Linked DNA regions of Mus musculus: region 2 is linked to region 1. A link is a contact called in public promoter capture Hi-C data. All regions are on one chromosome and are shown on one strand. Each heading gives the region's core, a stretch centred on a gene start, on an enhancer-like site or on the middle of the called end of the contact. The rest is flanking DNA. Distances are from core to core; before and after follow the strand shown.

Region 1 (5,879 bases), core at 2,521-5,020:
CTGTCTCTCCCCATCCCCTTCCCCTCCCTCCCTGTCCCCCTCCCTCTCCCTCTCAGGTTGGCCTGTGGGCACATCTGTAGGATATTGTCTTATGTTAACCATGTAGGAAATCAACCAGTTGTGTGTGGGCCCATTCCCTGGGTTTGGATCATGCACTATAGATATAGAAACACACTCAGCATCAGAATGCACACACACTTTCTCTGCCCTCGACTGTGGATGTGGCCAGCTTCTGCAAGTTCCTGCTCCCTGGCTTCTCTGCAACAGTGGACTCTAGCTGAGACTGTTAAGCTCAAAAAAGCCCTTCCTCCTCTATTTTTGTTTTTGTTTCATTTTGATAAGCTGTTTTGTCACAGCAACTGGAAAAGAAACTAGGACAATATAAAAGCTATGTTTAGAGTCAACTGACCTGCCCTGAAAGGATAATTATTTGCCATGTCCAGCATAACTTGTTTGGGTACTGGACCTGCCAGGAGTGGCAAGTGAATGAAGAAATGTCTAATTCATAGGCACACGGGAAATCTGGGAGACACTGCGGGGACAGGGCTCTCAGGTAGAGCAACTTCAGCACTCTCAAAGCTGAGTGTGTTTATTATATCCAACCATATACCACCATAGCCTCACTGAAGGAAATCTAGCCCTGCAGTGCATTGTGTCACCTCAAGGGCTTTCTAGAAATAATAGCTGGTCTTCATAACCTTTACATATATCGATAAGGTGTTTTTGATATGGCTGAATCAAGGAGATGCGTTTATGGTATATGGCTGAACCAGAGACAGGTTCAGCTCGGTATGAACAATCTCTGCGTGGAACAGGCTTCAGGTCCCAAACATCTGAGAGAGGCAGAGCTACACTAGATATTTCCTGGACAGACAATCAATGTTGACATGTAGACTGGGAGAAAAGTCTTTGCAATTTCCCTGATCCTAGCCCAGAGAAGGCTTTGCTATTTCCCATGGGTCTAAGGCATCAGGGTCCTTGACATGCATGGATGTGCCTATGTCAACAACACCCGTTCACTCAGGACTTGATGGTCCCCTACAAGTATTCATTCCCATGGTTCCATATATCTTATTGTTGTACAAATAAACTGTCTTTACTTTTTAAGAGAAAGATTCACTGAGGAGACAGAGGAATCAAAAGAAAGCACCCAGGAGAGGAAGGAAGGGAGTAAATGCCTGTTAGGATGTACATTGAATCTCAAAGCTGATCACCCTCAGATGTCCCCTGTGACTTAGATTTCCCTTGCATAGTGTCAAGCAATGGTCCCTAGGAACCTGTGTCTGAGCCACTTTTCTATTGCTAAGACAGAATGCCATGACTAAGGCAACTGAAAGCATGTCATTGGTTTACAGTTTCAGGAGGTTGGAACCCAGGAGGATGGAAAGCTCACATCCTGATCCACAAGTAGGAGGCAGAGGAAGAACAGTGGGAGCAGTGAGAGTCTTTTGAAACTTCAAACCCTGCCTCCAGAAACAAACCTCCCCAACAGGGCCACAGCTTCTATTCTTTCCACCAGCTGAGGATCAAGTACTCAGAGGCATAAACCCACGGGGTGCCATTATCAGTCAAATCACCATAGCCTCACTGAAGGGAACCTAGCCCTGCCGCGTATTGTGTCACCGCAAGGGCTTTCTAGAAAGGATAGCTGGTCTTCACAACCGTTTACATACATTTTGCAGCCTACAAAACCTATACCATGTAGGTTTTATATACTATAGGTAATATGTAGTATATAATAGCACTGCCAAATTCTACCACCGTCTCAAGGTAGAGTGTGGTCTTTCTCTACTGCAGCTGTAGTGGCTTCTGTGTGCCTTAGCAGCTGAACTGAGAAAACACTTTCTGAACATTTTAGTGGTTTTAGCTCTTCCAAATAAATTTGCATTTTTATAAATTATAAATGAGAGGCCTTAGTAATTAGTAAATACGGTGTCATCTTCAGGTAAGCTTTCTTATTGTGTCCGTAAAGACTATGAGACTTCTGTTTAATAGGGCTAATCCCTTACCCAATTAGGGTTATGGCTATACCAGCCTTGCATACAGTTTTAGAATCTCATGCTCTCTGTTTTTCTAATTTGGCCATCTTCTCATGTCTTTCTGAGCCACCTGCTACTGCCTCTCCCTGTGGCTCTGGGTGAGAGCAGTTACCAGGGACTAGCCACCAACTGTATGTGCTCTGGTTTAGATTTCCTCCTCCAAACATTACTCTTGAATTCGCCCTCACTCAAGCTCAGGACTTGGAAATAATAAAACAAGAATACTTGCCTGACTATAGCACATGTAGCCCCTTGCCCAGTTCCTGGTATCATCATTGTTCCTCCCAGTTTCCTCTAGAGCTGGACCTTTGTAGTTCTCTCAGCCTTATGGTCTTTCACAAGTGACCCATCAAACTCTAGGGCTCCTCTCACCCACACATTTCTACTAGAAACCCACTCAAAAGACCCAGGAGCCACAAGAAAGATTAATATCAGCAATGACCCTGTCTTAGTGCCAGACTTCCGTATCAGTTGCCATCACTGCTGCTGTGTCAAAATGCCCGACAGACACAAGCTAAGAAAGGAAGGGGCTGTTTTGACTCACATTTTGAAAGGATAGTCCATCATGGTGGCAAAGACAAGGGGCAGGGATGTGAGGCAGCTGGTCCTAAGGTGTTCAGAGTCAGAGTCAGGAAGCAGAAATAAGGACTGGTGCTCCTTCACTCTCTCTCATCTGGTCTGGGACTCCAACCTATGGGACGGTGCACTGTTCCACGTTCATCTTCCTTCACCTCCCAGTTGTCTCTGGAAACATCTTCACAGACAGGAGGTATGTCTCCTGGGTGGTTCTCAGTCCCATGAAGGTGACTGTCAAAAATTTACCACCACATGATGTAGGCAAGACAGTTGACAGCACATAAACATCCAAAGACTCTCACACAAATGTTCATAGAAATGTTATTTGAAGCAGTCAAAAACTGAAGCAGCTCAAATGTCTGGGTGTTGATGGATGGATAAACACAAATGGACAGATCCATAAGATAGAATGTAACTTGTCAGTAATAATGAGCCAAGTCCTGACTTAGGCTGTAATGTGAATGAATCTTAGAAATGCCATACTAAATGAAAAAAGATAGAGAATACCACTTATCGCACAATTCTATGTTTATGCAACATAAAGAATAGGCAAATCCTTAGAGACAAGCAGTAAATCTGTTATTGCTTGAGGACTGGGTCTCAAGGCATGGGAAATGACTGCTAAAGGGTTTCACTGTATTGTGATAAAATGTCATAAAGTTGATTATAACTTTATCAATGTATAAAAAGCCACTGAATGTAGTATTCAAAAAAATCTTGAAAGTCTAAAATAGCTACATTTGCTTGACAGGTAATATTACTTTACAAATGCTTCCATAGAAAGGAATAAAAGGAATCCTTGAAGAGAGGTCTGGGGAATGGTATCACATACGAGTTACATCAAGAGTCATCTGGTCTATATTCTGACTTTACCCACCTACAGGCAAATAAGGTTGCTTTCACAATGCTGCTTAGAGTCCAAAGGTTCATCAGCCGCTGTAAGGAGTGCCAGGAACAAAGGAGAGAATAATCAGGCCTTCGTTTGCCCGTTTTTATCACTTGGTCCTGAGAGCCACACTACCTGCTCTCCAGAGCACCACAGAGCCTTTGCAAGACTGAATTCAACCTCAGTCTCAGGCCAGTTGAACGGCCCTGTGTGGACCTGATTAGAACTGTTCTCTATCCACACCCTGCAGGTCTCTGCCTGCAGGGCCGCGCTGTGCTGCTGGACTCTGACTGTGGTTCATCTGACAGTAAGTCAAGCTTGAACTGCAATTCACTATAGCTCCCCCTGTGGCATTTCTGACACATCTGTCCACAATCCAGAGTTTCAAAGTCAAGATTAAAAAAAAAAATACACTAAGGAGGAAATTGTAAAAATGTTGTATGTTTGAACTCTGGTGCACTTTTTAGTCCTAAACAGAATAATGTCTTGACATCTGTGAAAGAATGTTTTCCTCATAGGAGCAGCTTGTTCTAACTCATAAGAAACACAGCGCCCTCAGCAAGTGTGGGGATGGAAGGGGCTCCATGGTGCATCTGGAATAACACCTCAGGATAGCAGAGCTCACTTCTGTGCCCTCTTGGTTTACCTCTATCAATTCTCAGCTTACTGAATCTCTCCTTTTATGGATCTCTGATTTCTTCCTAACCGAAGCCCATGATTAGATAATATTCCATGACTAACAAGAACATGCTCATGTTGTTGTTGCTGTTGTTGTTGTTACTCTTGGAGGAAGACATATTACCTCCACTTCACCACTGAGAACACGGAGTCTCAAAGAGATAAAATGAGTTGACCAGAGTTTCAGGATAAGAACTCAAATCTGAATTTATAATTCAAAACCCAGTGTTGCTTACTCTAAAGTTCAGCTTTCTAGGGATATAGGAGGATAGAATTGCACCCCTAACTTGCTTTTGTATGACACTAGAATAAGTATTGGTTTAGTAGGTTAGTTCATTGTAATTTTGCTTCATAGATCATGCAAAGCATCCAGGAACTACATAGAAAATAGGGTTTGAATGTCATCCTCACTACCTTCTAGGTAGTGGTTCTCAGTTGTGGCTCACGACCCTCACAGAGGTTGCATGTCAGATATTTATTTATATTATGACTCATAACAGTAGCAAAGTTACAGTTATGAAGTAGTAACAAAATAATTTTATGGCTAGGGGTCACCACAACATGAGGAACCATATTAAAGGGTCACAGCATTGGGAAGGCTGAGAACCACTACTCCGGGTTGTTATAAAATATAATGCAGTAGTGGGAGGAGGGGGTACGACAGGTGCCCACGCCGTGGTGCCCCCTAGAGAAATCATGCCGTGGGACAGACCTGGGATAATGGAGGTTTATCTGGAGGAAGAGGAGGCGAAGAAGGGGTGAGGCAGACAGACAGGAATGGAGCTGTAAGGGAAGAGAAAAGGGGCAGAGGACAGAAAAAAAGACAGAAAGGGGAAGAGAGGGGGAGGGGGGTGGGAACATGTGGGAAGAGAAAAGAAGAGAGAACTGAGGTGGCAAAGAGTCCTTTTATACACTACTCAGTGAGCCACCTTGCACCTGGAGGCAGGTAATGGCTGCAAGTGATGGCATAAGATGTTGCTATGTTCCTCAGAAGAATCTAGTAGAATTGCCTGTAAGCTTTGGACACATGACCTTGTAAAGCATTTATTTTCTGCTCTGGAACATAATTTGCTGTAAGATGTGGGTTTTTTTCTTTTCTTTTCTTTTCTTTTCTTTTCTTTTTTACTATTTTTTATTGGATATTTTCTTCATTTACATTTCAAATGTTTTCCCCTTTCCAGGTCTCCCCTGCTGAAACCCCCTATCCCATCATCCCTCCCCCTGCCTCTATGAGGGTGCTCCCCCCACCCACCCACCCACTCCCATCTTCCTACCCTGGCATTCCCCTACACTGCAGCATCAAACACCCTCAGGCCCAAGGGCCTCTCTTCCCACTGATGTCCAACAAGGCTATCATCTGCCACATATGGACCCACAACACACACACACATTACTACTCTTAAAAGACCATTGTACTTGCTAGTTTTATGTCAACTTTACATATGCTGGAGTCATTAGAGAGGAGAAAACCTCAACTGACAAGATGTCTCCATAAGATCCCACTCTAAGGCATTTTCTTAATTAGTGATTGAGGAGAGAGGGCCCAGCCCATTCTGGATGGGGCCATCCCTGGGTTGGTGGTCCTAGGTTCTATAAGAAAGCAGCTGAGCAAGCCATGAGGAGCAAGCCAGGAAGCATCACCCCTCCATGGCCTCTGCATCAGCTCCTGCCTCCAGGTTCCTTTCCTGACTTCCTGCAAT
Region 2 (5,879 bases), core at 2,404-4,903, 530 kb before region 1:
AAGATCTAAAACATTAAAAAATCTTGAAAAGGAACAAATTGGAAAGTTTTCTGCTTAGCTTTAAGATTTTTTATAAGGTAATAGAGAGTATGATTGTGATATAGATTGACAGGTGACTGAAATGCCAAGGGCCAGCCTTGGCTTGGAGAGAGGAGTTCCTGAGAGAAGGAGTGTCTGGGAGCAGTGAGACAGATGACTCAAAGTCAAATTGTGGGTTACAAGTTGAGGGCCTATGTTCTGCTCGAGATGAATCTCTTTCTCTCTAGCGTTCTCTTACTATTCTAAAAACTCTAGATAGCTCATTTCTTGCAGATCAGAAGCCCAGGCTTTTATTTACATATCCATTCAGTCATCACCCCAGATTCCCTTTTGATTATCCCATTAATCAGCATCCCAAGGCCCCAGCTTCTTGAATCCTAGAAAGCAACAGCAAGCACAAGCACAGACAATTACTATACCTGGGTGGGACCCTACCCTGAACTTACCATTCCTACCACACCTGGGCCAGGACCAAAATTCCCTCCATCCCAGGGTGACCTTGAACTCAGGAATCTGCTTGCCTTTGTAAGCATAAACAGCAGCAGCAGCAGCAACAACAACAACAAAAAACACCTTAGTTGGGTGGGATCTTGCCCTGTGATCACTACTCCCTAAATCTCTTTATCTCCTTCCTTAGTATCTTTCTGACCAGCTGGCTCATAGTGCAGCTGCCTCTGTTCCTTTAGATCTCTGAAGCTCCTTCTACAATTCATATTGCATCCTTATATTTTGCATAGTTGAGAAATTATGTAGTTTAGAACTCATGTTTTCAACATTCTTTCCCACAGCCTTGAGAGCTGTCCTGAAGATGTCAGTTTGCTGAGACATTAGATGCACCCTCACTTCCCAGACTCTTGCTGTCTCTGATAATCATGGAGTCATAATCTAAATAATGTACAAACTATGTACATTATTATACAAACGAGCCTTATACCCACAGCAACCATCGACACTTGTGGAGGCCCACACACGGTTGGCTCTGTTCCATGTCCCTTACGCATAGCAAAGCAGGACTTGGCACTGAAGCAATACAAAGAGAACATGCCCCATCCACGTATTTTGAAGAAAGCTACTAGAACAACTTTTGTTTTTTTTTTAATGTATATGAGTACACTATAGCTGTCTTCAGACACAGCAAAAGAAGGCATTAGATCCCTTTACAGGTGGTTGTGAGCCACCATGTGGTTGCTGGGAATTGAACTCATGACCTCTGGAAGAACAGACAGTGCTCTTAACCTCTGCGCCATCTCTCCAGGCCTGCCAAAACAGTTCCTTTTTTAAACTACATATCAAATGTACTTTTTATTTTATGTGTCTGAGTGTTTTGTTTGAATGCGCATCACATTTGTACAGTGTCTGCAGAGGCCAGCAGGGAGCATGAAGGTCTTTAGAACTGAACCTGGGTCCCCGCAAGAGCAGTGAGTGCTTTAACTCCTGAGTCCTGTCTGCAGCCTCAGAGTGTAAGTGGGCTTGTGCCTGTGAGTACAGGGACTTTGAGAGAGGCATGGATTTCCCTGGAGCTGCAGTTACAGGCTTGTAAACTGCCTGACACCTCTGCAGGAAACAACTGCTGAGCCGTTTTCCCAACTCTCTTAGGGCAATGCTTTCAACTAATAATTTTGTAATTACTGAATATCCACAAAAAAACCTTAGTGCCTGTTTCACATCAAATACAGAAATGGAGACCAACCACACATAAACCTTATACATAAACCTATAAAAAAATTTAAATATAATGTAAAAAATTTAAATATATTTAAATTGTCTTTGTGGGTAGGAAAAAGCTTTTTGAGCAGGATATGGAAAATTAGTTGCTATTAAAACAGATTAATTCGCTTATATCATAACAAAATGTTTGTCACTGAAAGTGTAGGAGAAAGTTGTCAGTTTTAGATAAAAGAAAACAATCACACACATCTATTTGATAATTACTCCCATCTCCCAAGGTTTGCTAAAGTAAACCCCTGTCCCAGAGGCCACTGTGATCGCCACTGTTTTCAAGTACAATGTGTCATAACATTTTTCTTTACCTCATTTTATGTGCACTTGAGAAGAATGTATTCATTTGCTGTGTTTTATAGTACATGTACATGTGCAGTACATTAAATAATCTTGGGATTATAATATTGATGGGATTAGACACAATATACCTAGTTCTAATGTTTTTCTTTTGTCAGGAGAATAGATTTTGCCAAGGATGCTTAGAGTATCGTCAATACCACAGTTGTCTGCTCTGTTTTATCATCCTGGTTTATAGGTAGGCTAATCTGTTTTGGGTTGACCATGTGTCTTAAAGGAATGCCATTAATAGAAAACTGCTGTTTCCCAATCCCCACTGTTACAACTGACTCAAGCCAAGATTCATCAACACATGGTAAACCCTGTATAAAAAATGTTAGGTGTCATATTCTCTATGTGACACACCTCTTAGGACACTAGTTTACAAGTTTTGAAGTCACACCTTAGCCAGGTGACCAAGTAGCAGCACCCAAAGTAGAGCAGTCGAGTGCTGCGTTTTGTGAGATGCTGCAGTAAGAAATTCAAAAACTCAGTTGTGGAAGATTCTTGACAAAACATCCCATACTGATTTAATCAAGGGGATGACTGGACAGATCCAAAGATTGGGCCATTTTACAAGATGGCTGACCCCCAGGAACTTTAGTGTCACGGGAGGCTTGAAAAGTAGTGAGAACAGTCTAGATTGAGAGAGACCTCTAGAACACAGGAGCAAGTACAAAGGAGGAAGCTTTACTGGAGCCTGGCTTACAGCTCTCGGGCAGAAAGATAGATGTCCCGTTTGTGGCCGGGTATTCTACGGATACGGATACTGTGTTTCGACTCCTTGTGAGGTTTTGTGTTAGCCACCACCCACTGCAGGAGAAGCTTCTCTGCTAAGAACCCAAAGCCCCACTTACCCTGGGCGGAGAGATACATACTTAGAGGGTGGTTTGGTACTGTGTCCATTAGCCGAACAGTAGTGGTACTTTCATCCCTGGAGCCTATGAGCTCCCCAGCCGTTTTAAATCTTAGTGAGATCCAAAATTACCAGGCTTGTGTTTACTCCTTCAGAGTCTGCCTTTAATTAGAATGTGCTTGGTTACCCTGTAATTAATATTCATGAAATTTTAGCATCTGTAATCTACTTGCAAATGGCATACATATGCCAACATATCACAAGGAAGATGGAAACATAGCTCATAGCCATGGTTGAAGGTATGAACGTTTTTATTGTATCCTTCCTTCCCATATTTATGATCCTTCAGGACTATGGGACAGTTCTGCAATGTTGACACCAGGGGGTGCTAGTGCTTTTCAAACAGAGCTGAGCAGGCAAGCAGCTGACTGCAGATCCCTTAGGAACCACCTGGGGGACACAGATTTCAAGCCTTTCATTTTGCGGCTCTCCCCTCTTGTTTGCATTAATATCTTCTATGAAACACGAAGAACTGCGGGGATGCAGGGTTCTTTTATTATATATTTTTATTTATTTATCAAAATGTCTGTGGGTCTCTTCTGACCCTTCCTTTTCTTAGGCTTCTATTAGCATCTCACATCTCACAAGGCCTAATAAAGTAACACCCTCTCCCAGATGCCACTGTGACTCATACTGGTGTATAGTGACTTTCCTTCTCCGTTCACTCCCTATTTCCCTAGGAGTAGTTTCTACTCTTCAGCAGTGTTAGGGTTATAATTACCATTCCATGAATTTCCCACCATTCCTTTCCATTAACCCTGCTTCTCCTGAGACCCCAGGCGGTCAGTGTAGAGGGCAGAGGGCAGCTGTTGAGAGCTGCGTCTCTTCTTCCATCATGTGGGTTTTGGGAATTGATTCAGGCAGCCAAGCCTAGCGACAAGCACCTTTATCCACTGAACCTGACAGAAGAGATGCACACCTAGGGCTGTCCTCTGAAGAGATCCATACCTAAGGCTGACCCTTATGTGCACACGTGAGCATGTGAGTGTGTGTGCGTGCGTGTGTACACACACACACACACACACACACACACACACACGCGCACACACGCAGATTAACAAAGGAAGAAAAGCCCTTGTCCTCTGCAGCCACTGACAATGAAAGCGCTGCTGTCCAGCATGCAGACTTTTTCCCGCACATAACAGCTCGCTATTTACAGTTCTTCTTTTGAAATGTCTGTTGTCTGTTATGGCTTTTGGTGTCTTTCTGAGTTATCTCTGCCTTTGCAGAGGTGGGATTAGGGCAGTACTTGGAGGTTCTGACTCGTGGAACTGTTTTCAGATAGTGGAAGGCAAACGCAACTTTTTAAACTATACTAACATGTTGAACTTTCTCATTGAATTATAGAGTATGGACTGTTCACATTAAACAAATGCATTTCATTTTTGGAAAAATTATCATTTTGTTAATAATTCATCTATACTTTGTTACAATGGGACCATACTCTGCCGTGCTCAGAATGATTGGTGTTAATGACCAGCGGCTCCCTCCTTTTTTGGAAAGGGACTCTGCAAAATTGAACGAGTGTTTATTAATATGTCTGTGTATCTGGGGCTTTCTTAGCAGCTCTTCATCTACAGATGAGAAACCTCAGGCTGGGAGAGCAGATCTCTAGTCCACCAAGGACACTGGACAAGCATTTGCCAGTCTGATTAGGGAGAGGGAGAAGGAAAGGAATGATCCATGGGCACATTTGTGCTACAGCTGTCCTAATGGAACAGTAGATGTGCTCATCTGAAGGTGCTGGCATGATAGACAGATTACAATTATTTAAAAAGGTATCTGACACAGGGGCCTGAGAGTGGCCTCAGTTCTAAGGGCACTTGCATCAAGCCGATGACCTGAGTTCTATCCCCTGGTCCTAGATTTGATCCCCTCTCCCTACATGTGACACGGCTTGCTACTCCTCAAATAAATGCAATAAAACTATTTTAAAGGCTGCCTGGGACATGGTAAACAGTGTATACACTGATTGTCTTAATAGTGAGCTCAGTAGCAGCTGAATGTTTGCATTGTTAAAAGTCGCCCTGGGACTGAAGGGCTGACTTGGAGTGCTCATGCAGAGGACTCAAGTTCAGTTCCCAGTACCCCTTAGGTAGTGCACAGCCTTCAGCCCCAGAGGGATCCACCACTGCTGGTCTCTGGGGTGCCATATATTCTGCACCCATACACATACATAATGTAAGAAAAGCCAAATCTTTTTAAAAGTCTCTCTATTATAGGCTGAAACCGAGCCCCTATAGACTTTCATCTGTAATATGTTTCCACCTGAAAGTGGAAGCAAGATGATTCCGGTTCCATTTAACAAAGTAGTATCCAGCACTTAAGACTTATCTATGTAAAGAGGTAGGCTCCCTTTGTCAGGGATAGAGAGGTGGTTTTTTTAAATAGCCTTTTTTTTTTTTTCTGGAGTTGCAGATTGCAGATGACAGCTACAATATTGGTGCTAGGAACCAAACTTGAACCCTCTGCAAAAGCAGTAATTGCCTTTAGCGACTGAGCCATCCTTCCAGCCTGTAGACTTTATTCTTCAGTTATTTATTTATTCTACTTAATTTTGGTTTCAGAGCAAAGTTGAGAGGACCCCAAAAGTGCCTATGCAGCCTTTGCCTTACGTAAGCAAGGCGACCCTCATTACTAGCATTACCCCCTCTCACACCACTCCCCCCCTGCAGCAATAGACCAACTAACTTACAGACAGGTCCTCATCACCCAAAGGCCATGGGCTATGCTGAGGTTCGCACTTGTTGAATAGTTGTGTAGTCGGTAGCGTTAGACAAATGTATGTATGTATGTGTATGGTACAGGGCAGTCAGTTTCGATGTCCTAAAAATTCTTTGTGAGTGAGATCCAGTGGTTTCACAGG

Evidence for each region. Promoter capture Hi-C pulls out the DNA fragments that hold promoters and counts their contacts.
Region 2: a promoter capture Hi-C map of liver shows a contact between it and region 1. The contact joins two enhancer-like sites. A contact is called at or near these places in 7 of 39 promoter capture datasets (cranial neural crest, embryonic stem cells, frontonasal cranial neural crest and 2 more) and 3 of 115 datasets of contacts at active chromatin or transcription factors (bone marrow-derived dendritic cells and embryonic stem cells).

What each region holds. Positions count from the first base shown.
Region 1 is chr3:28,212,877-28,218,755 of GRCm38.p6, reverse strand. No RefSeq gene overlaps it. Among named protein-coding and RNA genes, the nearest start is that of Gm42196, 39 kb to the right of the region's middle. Within about 2 kb of position 3,770, at least 12 of the 459 cell types and tissues checked have an H3K27ac peak or open chromatin away from gene starts, as enhancers often do. A contact at or near this core is called in liver, where this site is marked.
Region 2 is chr3:28,743,790-28,749,668 of GRCm38.p6, reverse strand. All of the region lies in intron 1 of 1700112D23Rik (RIKEN cDNA 1700112D23 gene), which reads left to right. Among named protein-coding and RNA genes, the nearest start is that of 1700112D23Rik, 34 kb to the left of the region's middle. Within about 2 kb of position 3,653, at least 23 of the 459 cell types and tissues checked have an H3K27ac peak or open chromatin away from gene starts, as enhancers often do. A contact at or near this core is called in liver, where this site is marked.